Linked DNA regions of Drosophila melanogaster: regions 1 and 3 are each linked to region 2. A link is a contact called in public Hi-C data. All regions are on one chromosome and are shown on one strand. Each heading gives the region's core, a stretch centred on a gene start, on an enhancer-like site or on the middle of the called end of the contact. The rest is flanking DNA. Distances are from core to core; before and after follow the strand shown.

Region 1 (4,214 bases), core at 80-2,579, 450 kb after region 2:
TACAAGCTTTCCAGCGATTAAGCAATTCTTATCTCTAGCAAAATAGTCACCAACTTTCTTTCAGAGCCCGAAGTTCATTGTTAAAAGCGAAGCTAGGTTTGGCCAAAGGTCCAACCGCCTAAAAAAACGAAAAAGTAGTAGTACGTAGAATGCTGAGGGCACTTGACGGGGTTAATGTTTTTAGCCTGCTCATTGCTTTCTACTACTTGAAAAGCGGGCATTTGCTTTGCTTTTTTGTTCTGCGCCACCTCTTTCCATACACTTGGCACAATTTTCGATCAACATTTCGTAAAAGTAAAAGTTCCTTAAGTGAAATCGAACTCAAAATATAAATTATACCGCTAAAAATCCTAAAAAGGTTCAAAGAAAACCAATTTAATTTAGAATCCGAAGGGATTATTGAATTTGTATAGAACAACAGTGATTTGTTTCTATATATAGTAAGGATATCCAATTAACACCCAAAAGGGTTCGTTTTTCAGAGACTTGACTGTGGCCTGGAGCAAATTTCGAATACCTTTTTGTAACAATGACTTTGGGGTTGGACTTTTTGCCGATCCGAAACAGTTTTTACGACAAACGCCAACTAAAAACAGATTTTTATTTAACGTTTGCTTTTCTCCGACGTCATTTAACCTTGAAGTATCGAAATACGATGATGACGAGCAGCGGACATAATGGATATGGATATATGGCAAGGTGTCTGCCAATTTAAATACGTATATACATATGTACATGTATATTTTATTTAGCAAGGGGGCGTTTGTTCACAATTCTACACTGCTAATTTATATTCCCCTGGGGGAATTGCAAAAAAAAAAGCGAAACAAGAATAAAACACAAGAATGGAGAGATGCTAAATTCTTGTTTGGGGCTTCGGTTTGTTTGTGTTCTGTTTGTTTTGTTTTGATGCGTGGGCTGTGATCACAAGTAACAAAATCAGGAGAAGAGAGCTGAAAAGAGGAAAGAATTCTTTCTCTCCGTTTATTTGCATTCTTTTTTGGCTTGCCCAGCAGATTTGCAAACAGTTTTTCCTTCTCTCCCTATTACTTTTTTTTTATTACTTTGAACTTTATGGCTGTTCCAGAAACGCACACACTCTTGGCTTTTGGCACATATGAAAACGATGGCAGCACCTCAAAAAAATAAGTGTTGTATTTAAGCGCACCTTAGTCGCAAATTGCCCAAGTAAATAGTCGCATTTATGTATTTATATTAGCTGCTAAAACTAAAAACACGCGAGCGGTCGGTCAGGCGGTTTATGTATTCTACAGCCTTGTTTTTGTTGGGCGGCCAACCGGCGTAAGCGCGTGCAAATGACAAACTGAGCGCCAAAGCGGCGAACGCCAAACGCGAATGCCCAACCTCCGGCCAGAAGTCAGTGATGCTCATTTGGCTACTAATGTGCCAGAATTTCATTCGACCTAATGGGTCGAATTAAACTAACCAAGGCACTCAAAAACATGTTAGCGAACGTTCGCTACATAATAAATTTTCAATACGAGTAGCGCCTACAACTATTGTTAAGCTATAACTATTATAAAAGTAATTTAATTCAGTCCGTTCAACTAGTCGTATGTGTAATTTGTCACCACTACGGCGTATACGTAATGTTTAGATGTGACTTTCAATTTTGTTTAGCGTTTTTCCGCCACTTTCGGCGCTATCATCACTGTTGTATTCTCCCCTTTTGTCGTAGATTTTTTAACTGCTCTCTGCGCTCTTCTGAGCGGATTTCAGTGGAACGAGCGCCGCTTTGGCTGCGGCGATTTAGCGGCTGCGTCTCTCAAACGATCGCCAGCTCAAAACACTCAAAACTAAACCAAAAAATACCACACAAAAAGGTGAAGAATTTTTGCGTTTATTAGCTGCACAAAATGTAAAACAAAATTATTTGTTCCTTTTGAACGAATTTTTGACTTTCTACTTATAAGTAAATGGAATCCAGAAGAATTTTTGGTACTTCCCCTCGCTTTTCTGAGTGTATGTCAAGTTAAAGCTGAGCATGGATTTTAATTTAAATCTGTATCTGAATTTCTTGCACTGCGCTTAATTGAACGATGCCACGCATTACTTGACACTTTTTAAAAAGCCCCCGCAAAAAGCGATGAAAGAGGGGCCAAAGAAGAGTGCAGAAGAGAAGACGAGAAAAGGATGGGAAATGGGGAGAATGAAGAGGTGGACAGTAGATCAACACAAATCAAATCAAATTTACTCGATGGCAACTGCAAACATGGAGCACTTAGCGGTTCGCTTTTCAAGATTCAGGCTATGTAAATATGTACATATGTATGTATGTAAAAACTAATGTGACGAAAGGCTCCGCAGATAAAGCGGTTTGTAATGGCACTATTTACCCTTTTCCACATTACTATTTTAATTTAAAACGGATTCCCAAGTTGCGTTACTTCCATATCTCAAGCTTTGAATAGGTGAACTCATTCCTGTATGCGAATAAATAGTATGGCAAATTGAGCATTTCATATTTATGGCTGTTTTGGAGAATTTATTAGCAAGCAAGCGATTTAACTTTTTGAAATGGATGACTGTGAGGTAATTCGGTCATAAATATGCCTATTCTATTTAACAAATGTATGCTGCTTTTTGCTAACACATTCCTTTATGCCTGCACTGAAATGATTAAAAGTGTAATATACCTTCTATATATTCTTGACTTAAACATGCTAGTTTAAAAAACATAACAAATTTGATAATTTTGATATTTTTTGGAAAATACACTTTCAAACGAAAAAAGAACGCCCTTTCATACCAATTTGATGCACTTGATTTGGTTTTCTCGCAGTGTGGCGTTTATTTTGATCAAGCTGACTGACTGACTTACTGACCATATATGCACATTAATAACTCGAAAAGGCTTTTAGAACGCATTTGCATGGCAGCCGCGGCTGCAAAAGCCGCAACAACGTTTAATTCGCAACGAAACAGCTCGTCGATCGCGCTTGCAAATCAAGTTAAGCAACATTTCAAAATGCAATTTCAGCACACCCGCCTGGCATTTTACTTGGGCTTTGTCTCTCTGTCTTTGGGATTCAATTTGATATTATTTTCAGTTTTTGTTTATAGTAGCCGTTTGTTCGAAACAGCTAAACAGCTGTGTAAGCCAATAGAGATTAATATTTATGTACATATGTATGTATTGGCGAGTGCTTTGTTCGAGTAACTGAGAAGTCAAATGGCCATTTGATATGCCACCCTCTGGATAAAAATTGTATAAATGGGTTCTAAGGTTTGTTTATTGCTTGACTTGGACTTTTCTCACTTCAGACTGTTCCTGAGAACTTGAAATTACAAAAAATAATAATATTCAAAATGGTATTCACAGTTTTAATGAAAAGCTTGATGATATAACAAAAGTATAATACATTAAAATACATTCTTGGTACATCTACTTAAAATGTGATCTGTTTATTGACACATATCATGAACAATGTATCATGTTCTGGTTTAGAATACAAAATACAATATAATTGGGGCGCAGAGTTATATGAAAACTCTGTCGATAAAGATATGACGTACCTTTCCATTTAAGCCCCGACATATATTATATCTGCAGGCACTTGGTCGATCGGGCTATTTATTTAAATTTAATTCACTTAATCTAGCTTATGGTTTATATCTCCTAGTTCGCTTCTCCCTAGCTAATTAGGTATATGCGTAGGTCTCCTCAGTTCATCGCATATCCAGAGAATATCACATTGTGTTTTCGGTATTTTTTGTTTCTCTCTAATCATTCACTCATCTTATACTCTTTTTTGTGGCTGGCAGGTGTGACAGATTGTGGCAGATTCATAGGTATATATATATATATATATATACTTACGTATTTTACTATTCGAGTCGAACAAATGATCCGTCGTTTGACTAAGATCAACGCCTTTAAAGAAGTTTCAGAATCAACACGAGGTATTTTTTAGTTTAGATCTTTATTTCTTCGTTGTCGGCTTAAGACTGACTGTACAGAGTTTTTGATCGGCTCGAAGTGAGTCGCGAGAAACGGGAATGTCTAATCAGTATATGTGTACAAAAAAGAACGGAAAAATAACGGTATGGATGCACAACAAATTATGCGCTTAAGTGTAAGTAAAAATGTAAACTGGTTTCATGTGTTTATGCATGTGCAAGATTGTATGTACAATTAGTGTAAGTATGTAAACGTAATATGAGAAGCATATTATGTTACTTCCCTCCCTTTA
Region 2 (4,573 bases), core at 739-3,238:
CATATTTAAATGCCACTCTACATTTCACACTTTAGAACACTTTATTTTTCGCCATGTTTTCGCAATTTGAGTTCGGGCAAATGAGTAATAATAAACACAATAATTTAGTGTATGCAGTGCAATAAAAACCAAGAGAAAATTACATAGTTAATAAGAGGAGATGTCAAGACGCGACAAAAGTCGAAAGTCAAGGCGGGCTTAAACGAAAAAAAAAGCGAGATGGGGCTAAAAAAGCGAGGAATAACTCAAGTTAGCTCAAGTTTAAGCCAAGTCACTCTACGACTAGCCCCGTCTCTTTCTGGCCCCCACCCTGACCCCCTGAACCAACCGGCTAAGTTAATGGGCATTATTAACTGACGGCAACAATTACATTTAGCAACAACTTACAGTTTTTTACTCGTCAGCTGAGCGGCGATTTTCAATTTCGATTTGGCAGCTGGGCAGTAAATTTTGCCTTCAAATTATTTTCCGGTCTTTTCAATTTTTTTTTTTTTTTAATTTAATATGTTCTCATTCGGCTTTTCCGTTCCGTTCATCACAAGCAAAAACAAATCAAAAAAATAATAGGTTTTGTTCGAAAAAAAAATGAGGAAAAAACAAGAGTCAAATGTAATGCAACTTTTCACTTAATTACGCGATACAATTTTAAGGCAGCGATACAAAAAAAAATTAGTTAAACTTATTGTTCTGTTTAGGATATATATGTTTCAAACTTTATAATGGGTTTTCGGTTTCGAGGGGGTGGCAACGCCGCACCGACGCGAGCAGCGATTGCGACCGAGGCAACGGAGGAGCGATAATACCGGTACGTCCGATCCGCTGAGCGAGCGATCGACGAGTGATTGTTGCGTGCAGTGCGCCGGTGGAAATAGCGACCGGCGGCGATCGCATGCGACGGAACTGCAGCCGAAGCCGCACACGAAGCCAGTGCCGAAGTCGTCGAGCCGAGCACACGAAGCGCAGCACGAAGCGCCATCGGTGGGGAAAGAGCGAGCGAAAGAGACGACAGATGGCGCGAATAAGGATCATCATATCTTTGAAACGAACTCAGGCTAAGTGGGAACTATTAAAACCGTTTGAAGTTCTAGTTTCTAACTATATATTTGGTTATATGTGTTATGTGTAAAGGATTCTCTAAAGTCGAGCTACGCTAATCTATATTATATAATATAACAAATTATTATTACCAAGCTTTAATATCAATTTTATTATCTGGTACCCATCAAAAACATATTACCAGCATATCAAAAGCATACCTATTACACAGTTACTTGCTTTATCGAATTCCAGCACGTCACGTTAGAGTTTCACATCATTAAATGAATGATTAGCGTTTTTGCGTTTGAATTATATTTTTATTGCTTAGCAACTATGGTCATACTGATCCCATTAGATATACTTTAAAACTGCGTGATGAAAGCAAGACTTTGATGAGTTTGGTGAGTTTGGATCCCAGTTTAAAAACAGTTCAAAGGACATAGCCATTGAGTTGATGAACCCGACCAATCGCGACTATGATTCATAACTCTGATTCATTTGAAAGGTATAAAATCAGAGATAAAGACCGCGCTGGGTGGGGAGATAGCAGCGACGGGGTTAATGGATAAAATGGTAAGACATTTATCATGACAGCCGTACATAACCTCACTCGGCGGTGGGATGGATGTGGGTACATGGGCATTTGTACATGGATTCGGATATATGTATGTATGTGTACATATGTATGGCGATATGCACACGTAGCCAGCAACTTCGACTTGCTCTCCATTTCAAAACTCAAATAATGCGCGTCGGCTATTTAACTTGAAATTAAGCGACGTTTGTTGTTGTTTTTATTTATTTTCTTTTTTTTTCTTTTTGTGTTGTTTAAAGAATTGCTTATGTGTGTGCGTGTGTGTGTGTGTGCGATGGTGTTGTTGTCGCTATTGTTGTTGTACCGCTGGAGACGGCTTTATTTGCTTATTTTGCTCATTTTGTTTGTTCTCAGCGCTCAGTGATGTATGCTCTCTGCTGGCCGCTCTCCGATCGCCTCAATCGTCTGTACCGCCTCTGCTGCCCCGCCCCCAAACCGTCCTACCGCCCCTCTGCCACTTCTGGCGACGCTGCACCGCCGTCTAAAATACACCTACAGTCCGACAACTCTATGACGATCTTTGAAAACCGTAATCTCAAGACCCGAAATTCCCAAAATCTTTCTAACGTGCATTGCTTTGAATAAAGAGCCAGTTCTATTCATCAGCAACTTTGAACCCGTACCAAAATTTCATAATAAAGTGGAATTAGCATCTTTAACATGCTGCAATTGACAATATTTCCTAGCTTAAGACCCTACACTGTATTGGCTGAGCTCTCCTAAGACTCCCCTCATTTGAGTTCCTTTTGGGAGAGTCCAGAGATAGAGATAGCAAGTTGTTAAAAGAAAACAAATAAGCCCGCGTATCGTTGCATGGAGGGGGGGGGGGGAGTAGTTGAAAAAAGGTTTGGCTTAGAAAGGGACGGCAGGATGCGACAAAAAGCTGGCTACATAGGCATTACGTGCCATTTAGATAGACCAGTCGCGTTTCCTTGCTTTCCCAAGAGATTTGATGAAGAAAGACGACACCCGGACAACGCATGTAGTTTCATCTTTTCGCTGTGCAAGCACAATTCCAAACTGCCTCGCCGTAATTCAGAGTATATTTTCGGCTATATCATCTATGTAGTATATGATATATGGTATTATATGGTATATGGTATATGCGGTTCTCTAGTGGTTCCATATGGCCACGTCGTTGACTTTAAGCGGGCTGTTGTTACTGGTGTTTCTGTACGGTTTCGGTTTCTGTTTCTGTTTCAGTTGCTGTTTTCACTGTTTCTGTTGTATTTGTTACTGGCGCAATCGAGCGTCTGTGTTTAATTAGCAGATAAAAATACAGTCAACCCATGAAGGTAGAAATACACACAGCACACACAATCGTCTAGACCCCAAGCCCATAGTGGCCATCTCTTTCGCACCTTTTTGGTTGGGCAGGAAGAGTATGGGTATGGGGAGGGCGAGGGGGAAAGGGGGAACACTATCAATGCTTGGTGATATATATGTAAGTATGTACAAAATGTAGGTATATGTCATTATATACTGGCAGCAAACACGTTGCAGGCGTTAATTAGTTTTGGGGGCTTTTCTTTTATCAGCAATGGGAGGAAAAAAAAAAGCAACTGTAACAACAGCCAGCACAACAATGCGCAACACCAGTACACAGATGCACACACACACACACACAAACACATACACACACACACATCTGCACGCTTTTCAAATGCATTTCGTTCGGTTGCGAGTGCAAAGCGAATTGTTCAAAGGGGGGACCCTTGTACTTAGCTTCCTTGTTCCACGTTCATATCAATCGGGCGTGCAAGTTAACAGTGGCGTTAACATGCGTTAAGTACAGTACACCACACACACAACCCCCGCTCCCCCTCCCCACCCGTTGCAATAACTAAAGCTCCACCAACCCTGCCACGCCTCACTCCCCCTTGCCCATATCCCACACAAAAGTCACCGTCTTTGTGGCGCCAATTGTTTAAATCGATTGTATAATAAATTCTTCCTCGCTGCCATTTCGGTTTCATCTTCGGATTGCTTCGTATTTCAATGAATACGTCACTGTGCTTTCTTCAGCGAGCCAATATGTCGAAGAAACGCCCATTTATGTGGCGGAAATAATAGAGAGTACTCCATATTGAGACAAAAACAGAGGCGTAAACTCTTGGGGGGATTTTGGGAATGTCCTTGTAACAATATAACTTCATATATAGCTAGTTATATTGATAATATACCATATAAAAAAAGGTTAACCAATGCAGGGATATAACAGTTACTATTTTAAGACCATTGATCATTGATCGTTTTGGAAAAATACCACAAATAGTTTTACATTCATTCTGAAGTAATACCCAGTAGAATTAACTAGGTTAAGTACCCCGCGAACGAGAGTGGGTCCAACTACACACCGCTGCCTTAAGCAGATACAAGATGCTAACGAACTGCAAAGATAATAAATATTTAAATTGTATTTTATTTGCACACGTTCGATCAATATGTGGAAAACACGGTACCCAAAGGCACACAAAGGCGGTACGTGCATAACTTTAAGAAAGCGGTCACCGAAGGAGGAATAGAGAAAGATACGGCTGGAGACCCAAATGCGATGATGGCGACTGTCGGATACGGATGCGATTCATAGACGGATCGATGACGAAAGCACTGAAGCTCTGACGTCGACCATCCAACTCGATCTGGAGCAGCTCGGATCGTTTGGGATCGGGAGCGGGATCGACGATGCTAAAGAACGAGGTAAATGGGCAGAGCATGCCACAAACATACATAGCACTTGGAGATCGGCGATCTGCTAGGTGCGAGTATCTCCGGATGGGTAGATACTAGTTACCTGGCAACGAATGGACATAGAGATAGATAGATAGATAGACAGATAGAGATGGAGATGAAGATGAAGACCGAACCGCCGACGGCTGTTTCTTGTGTTGGCATTCATTTAACACGTTGCTGTTAAAATTCAGACAAGACAAGAAATCA
Region 3 (4,129 bases), core at 8-2,507, 370 kb before region 2:
TCTACCGCGCCCTAATCTTTAACTTTTACGTAGAGTGTGGGTGGGTAGTGTTCTTGGTGTTCCACATTTAATCCTTGCTCTGCATGTACTTGATCAGGTCGATGACGCGGTTGGAGTAGCCAAACTCGTTGTCGTACCAAGAGATCAGCTTCACGAACTTGTCGTTTAGCGAAATGCCAGCCTTGGCATCGAACACCGACGAGTGGGTGTCGCTGAGGAAATCGGTAGAAACGACCTCCTCATCGGTGTATCCCAGGATACCCTTCAGGGGTCCGTTGGCGGCCTCCTGAACCTTGGCCTTAATTTCATCATAGGACGCACCCTTGCCCAAGCGCACGGTCAAATCGACCACGGAAACGTTGGGAGTGGGCACACGGAATGCCATTCCGGTGAGCTTACCGTTGAGGGCGGGGATAACCTTGCCCACGGCCTTGGCAGCTCCAGTGGAAGCTGGAATGATGTTCTGGGCAGCGCCACGTCCATCACGCCACAACTTGCCGGAAGGTCCATCGACGGTCTTCTGGGTAGCGGTGGTGGCATGAACGGTGGTCATCAGACCCTCGACGATCTCGAAGTTGTCGTTGATCACCTTGGCCAGAGGAGCCAAGCAGTTGGTGGTGCACGATGCGTTGGAGACCACCTTCATGTCGGGCTTGTAGGCATCCAAGTTGACGCCGCAAACGAACATGGGAGCATCGGCGGATGGGGCCGAGATGATAACCTTCTTGGCACCGCCCTTCAAGTGAGTGGATGCCTTGTCGATGGTGGTGAACACGCCAGTGGACTCCACGATGTATTCGGCACCAGCGCTGGCCCAGTTGATGTTGGCCGGGTCGCGTTCGCTGAAGACGGTGATCTTCTGGCCGTTGACCACCAGGAAACCGCCCTCGGCGGCAACGGTGCCCTTAAAACGTCCGTGGGTCGAATCGAACTTGAACAGGTAGACCATGTAGTTCACATCGATGAAGGGATCGTTGACGGCCACAACGTTGGCGCCCTTATCAATGGCGGCGCGGAGAACCAAGCGGCCGATGCGACCAAATCCATTGATACCAATCTTCGACATGGTTAACTTTTTGTTTATCTGGAAAGTAATGTATGTATATGTAAAGCAGTTAGTACTTGGAAAGTTTTCCGCGGAATTGAGGGAAACACTACCTATCGGCTTGCTTGCAAGGAATCGACTGTGATGGCTGAGAAATTTTGAGCGCTTTCTATGGGCGAAAACTCGGGCGAAAAATTGTTCAAAGTCAGATGAAGGACGTGCATGTCAAGCTCGAGAGCGGCTACCGCAATAAAAAAGAGCTTTTGCTCTCAGTAACGTGAAAGCTCAATGCTACCCAATAGACTTTTTGCAAGCATCATTATATGAATATAATAAGTAGATATGTACATAAGATACGCTTAACTTTAAAAACTTCTGATCTTAGACAGTTAAAGTGACCTATAAAGTATATGGATTTTTTAATTTATACGGACAAATGTTTATTGGGATATTTTTATGGCCATTTCACCTGCTCAATTTTGTTGACGGAAGTTGAGCTTTCTTGTGAGCTTAGTTGCCGGCAATTACATACGTGCATATATAGGCACACGAAACATACACATATATGAGCACGTCTGATGAACATCAATTGGTTATATTGTACATAAATATGTACATAAGTAAATGCAAATGGAAAAATCCTAACATCCCCACATAAATACATATTCATCAATTTCATTAATATTAAAATTTAGAGGTCATATTCTGAGCAAATTGAAGTTTCGCCGGTACGTGACATTAATCTGTACAATACATGTACATATGTACAAAGATACATATACATGTAAATATGTATATATCTTCTATGCATAACTACAATATTAGATGAAATAATTGTCTAAGTAATTAAATTATCCGTTTTGATGATTTCATTTAAGCAATTGTGCTGTTGTCATCCCATTGTTAAAATGAAAAACACCTGACAGCTCAAGTAGGCATCCAAATTTCATGAATTTTAAACGCTAATGGTAATAAATAGTGTTAGTCACAAAATTCCATGTACCCATAACAACGAAATTGTATAACTTTATGATGAAAACTAAGTGAATGTGACCTTTTGAGTCACGCAGAATTCATTTACCTTTTTTTATTATATATAAACATGTATATACATATGTTCTTAAAATCAGCAGATCCCGTTTATATAAATATTAAAACATATGTATACGAACGATATATAATCAAAATCAATTAATTTGGGAGTATTTTATTCATACAATCATTTGTAGTAAAAAAAAAGGTATCTGCAAATTAATCATTTCTCCTTCCCCAAACTGAATAATCGATATTGTAATCATTTAACATTCTTTTTATTCTTTTCATTCTTTTTATATATTTATCGATTTGTTTTCAGTGCAACCCTTAATTATGAACATAGCAGTGAAAATTCAAATAAGCGCGCCAACATTAAAATGTTGAAATATGCAATTTGACAAGAACTCAACATTTCTGTTGCCTTATCTTTTACATTTTATAAATTATTTCTCGAATAAGTATTAAATATTTTAGTGCGTCATGTTTATTTATTAATACTTGGGCTGGGCAAAAAAGTTCGTTCCTTTTCAGTGAGTCATCGGTTTTACTGATAAGCAAACATTTCACTTGTTTTTTAACCTCTCATCTTTATATTGTTGAAACGATAAATGTATTTCAGCTTGGTGCTAAATTATTGCAGCAAAGTCAAAAACAATGCTTACATCTTACCATTAAGATCCATTGAAAGATGACTTCTAGATTTATACATTACCGAAAAAAAGGATCCGATTAGAAAAGTATCCCTGAAAGTGAATAAAACACCTGCCAATGTTGTGGAAGTCTTACTGTCCTTCGAGTTTGTGGGGTTATTGCCTTTTATGCTAACATCCCAGGATGACTTCCTAACCTAGAAACCCCATTACAGATAGAAGCTTCTTGACGTCACGAGCTGAAGTAGGCTATCTATGTTTATTTCTCTATATAAAGAAGGATAGTTCGCCTTTCTATGCGTACTATATCAGAAGATATATCTCTGGATCTGGTCAAAGATATCACAATTATGACTGTTGGAAATTAACTACAATTAATACCGATTGTTTGCATATCAAGTTCATTTTAATATATCAAGCTTTTATATAAAAGATATCATATTAGTACCACATTCGGCAATAGTTTCGTTATGAATCCCCGAACTGCAAACTAATTGCGACTACAATGTGGCAGGCTAAAGTTGATAGAAAATGAGCGGGTGGTTTGATTGAAAAAAAATTTAATTTGATTGCATATAAATGTATGACTATTAGCATGCCAGTTTTATTAACCCGTTAATCCTGACAGACCAAACTCTTAATTAATGTTTTCGGCATGTACATATGTGCACACGTACATTAAATGATATATGTATGTAGCATTTGCTTAACACAATTTTCTTTATTATTTATTCTAGATATAACGCTGAGTTGACGGCTATGACACAAATTATAAATTAATGTTAGTAATCTTCAGTTTTTTCATTTAAATATGTATGTTTGTATGTATGTTTATTACATGACCATGTTTTATTTTATTTAAATTTTCAATTTCTTTTTCTTGACAGCATTTTCTGTTTCCATTTTTTGTTTTCTTCTCAATTATTGTTAATAACTAATTACAAATAAATAATTTCATCGAATTTGCCGATTTGTCGTCGGCAAATAAAACAGTAATTAAATTACAAATCAAATTACGCGCATATATGTGCGCATATATATGATCGCGTGGCATATACATACATATATATAAACATAACGTATACGTAATTAAATTTGCACGGAAACACACATACATAGAGAAGGGTTCTGATATTAACATACTTGAGGGATGCGCGTTCTAATAACAAAGTACTCTTAACAAAAAAAAAATGATTAAAAAAGAAATAACACGTTACTTTGTTCCGTTTTGGGCTGTGATAGAAAAATAGTTTAATTAAACTTACTGCTGGAGTACAAAATTCCTGACAATTCGTAAAGTGCGTTCGTAATTATGCAATTATGTATGTATTTTGTATTATGCATTATGTATTATTAACCTTAGATGGACTTACTTTGGCGCATTTTTAATAATCGCAAA

What was found. A called contact is a pair of places that touch in the nucleus more often than the background predicts.
Region 1: a Hi-C map of the OSC cell line shows a contact between it and region 2, with 4 times the contacts expected there. The contact joins the promoter of CG5541 here to the promoter of lncRNA:CR44888 in region 2. A contact is called at or near these places in 2 of 107 Hi-C or Micro-C datasets (the D17-c3 cell line and the OSC cell line).
Region 3: a contact with region 2 is called in a Hi-C map of the Kc167 cell line, with 1.9 times the contacts expected there. The contact joins the promoter of Gapdh2 here to the promoter of lncRNA:CR44888 in region 2.

The regions. Positions count from the first base shown.
Region 1 is chrX:15,041,238-15,045,451 of dm6, reverse strand. It overlaps CG5541, which reads right to left and starts at 1,329. Exons shown (of 5, transcript NM_206715.2): 1 at 1,169-1,329. All of the region lies in intron 13 of hiw (highwire), which reads left to right. It overlaps be (ben), which reads right to left. Exons shown (of 7, transcript NM_167424.2): 7 at 3,392-3,836.
Region 2 is chrX:15,495,277-15,499,849 of dm6, reverse strand. It overlaps lncRNA:CR44888 (long non-coding RNA:CR44888), which reads left to right and starts at 1,988. Exons shown (of 1, transcript NR_123918.1): 1 at 1,988-2,327. The region is part of intron 2 of Gmap (Golgi microtubule-associated protein); the gene reads right to left.
Region 3 is chrX:15,865,273-15,869,401 of dm6, reverse strand. It overlaps Gapdh2 (Glyceraldehyde 3 phosphate dehydrogenase 2), which reads right to left and starts at 1,257. Exons shown (of 2, transcript NM_080714.4): 1 at 1,159-1,257; 2 at 1-1,084. The coding sequence starts at 1,066. The coding sequence ends at 68. Gbeta13F (G protein beta subunit 13F) reads right to left here. Exons shown (of 3, transcript NM_206739.2): 3 at 3,227-4,129.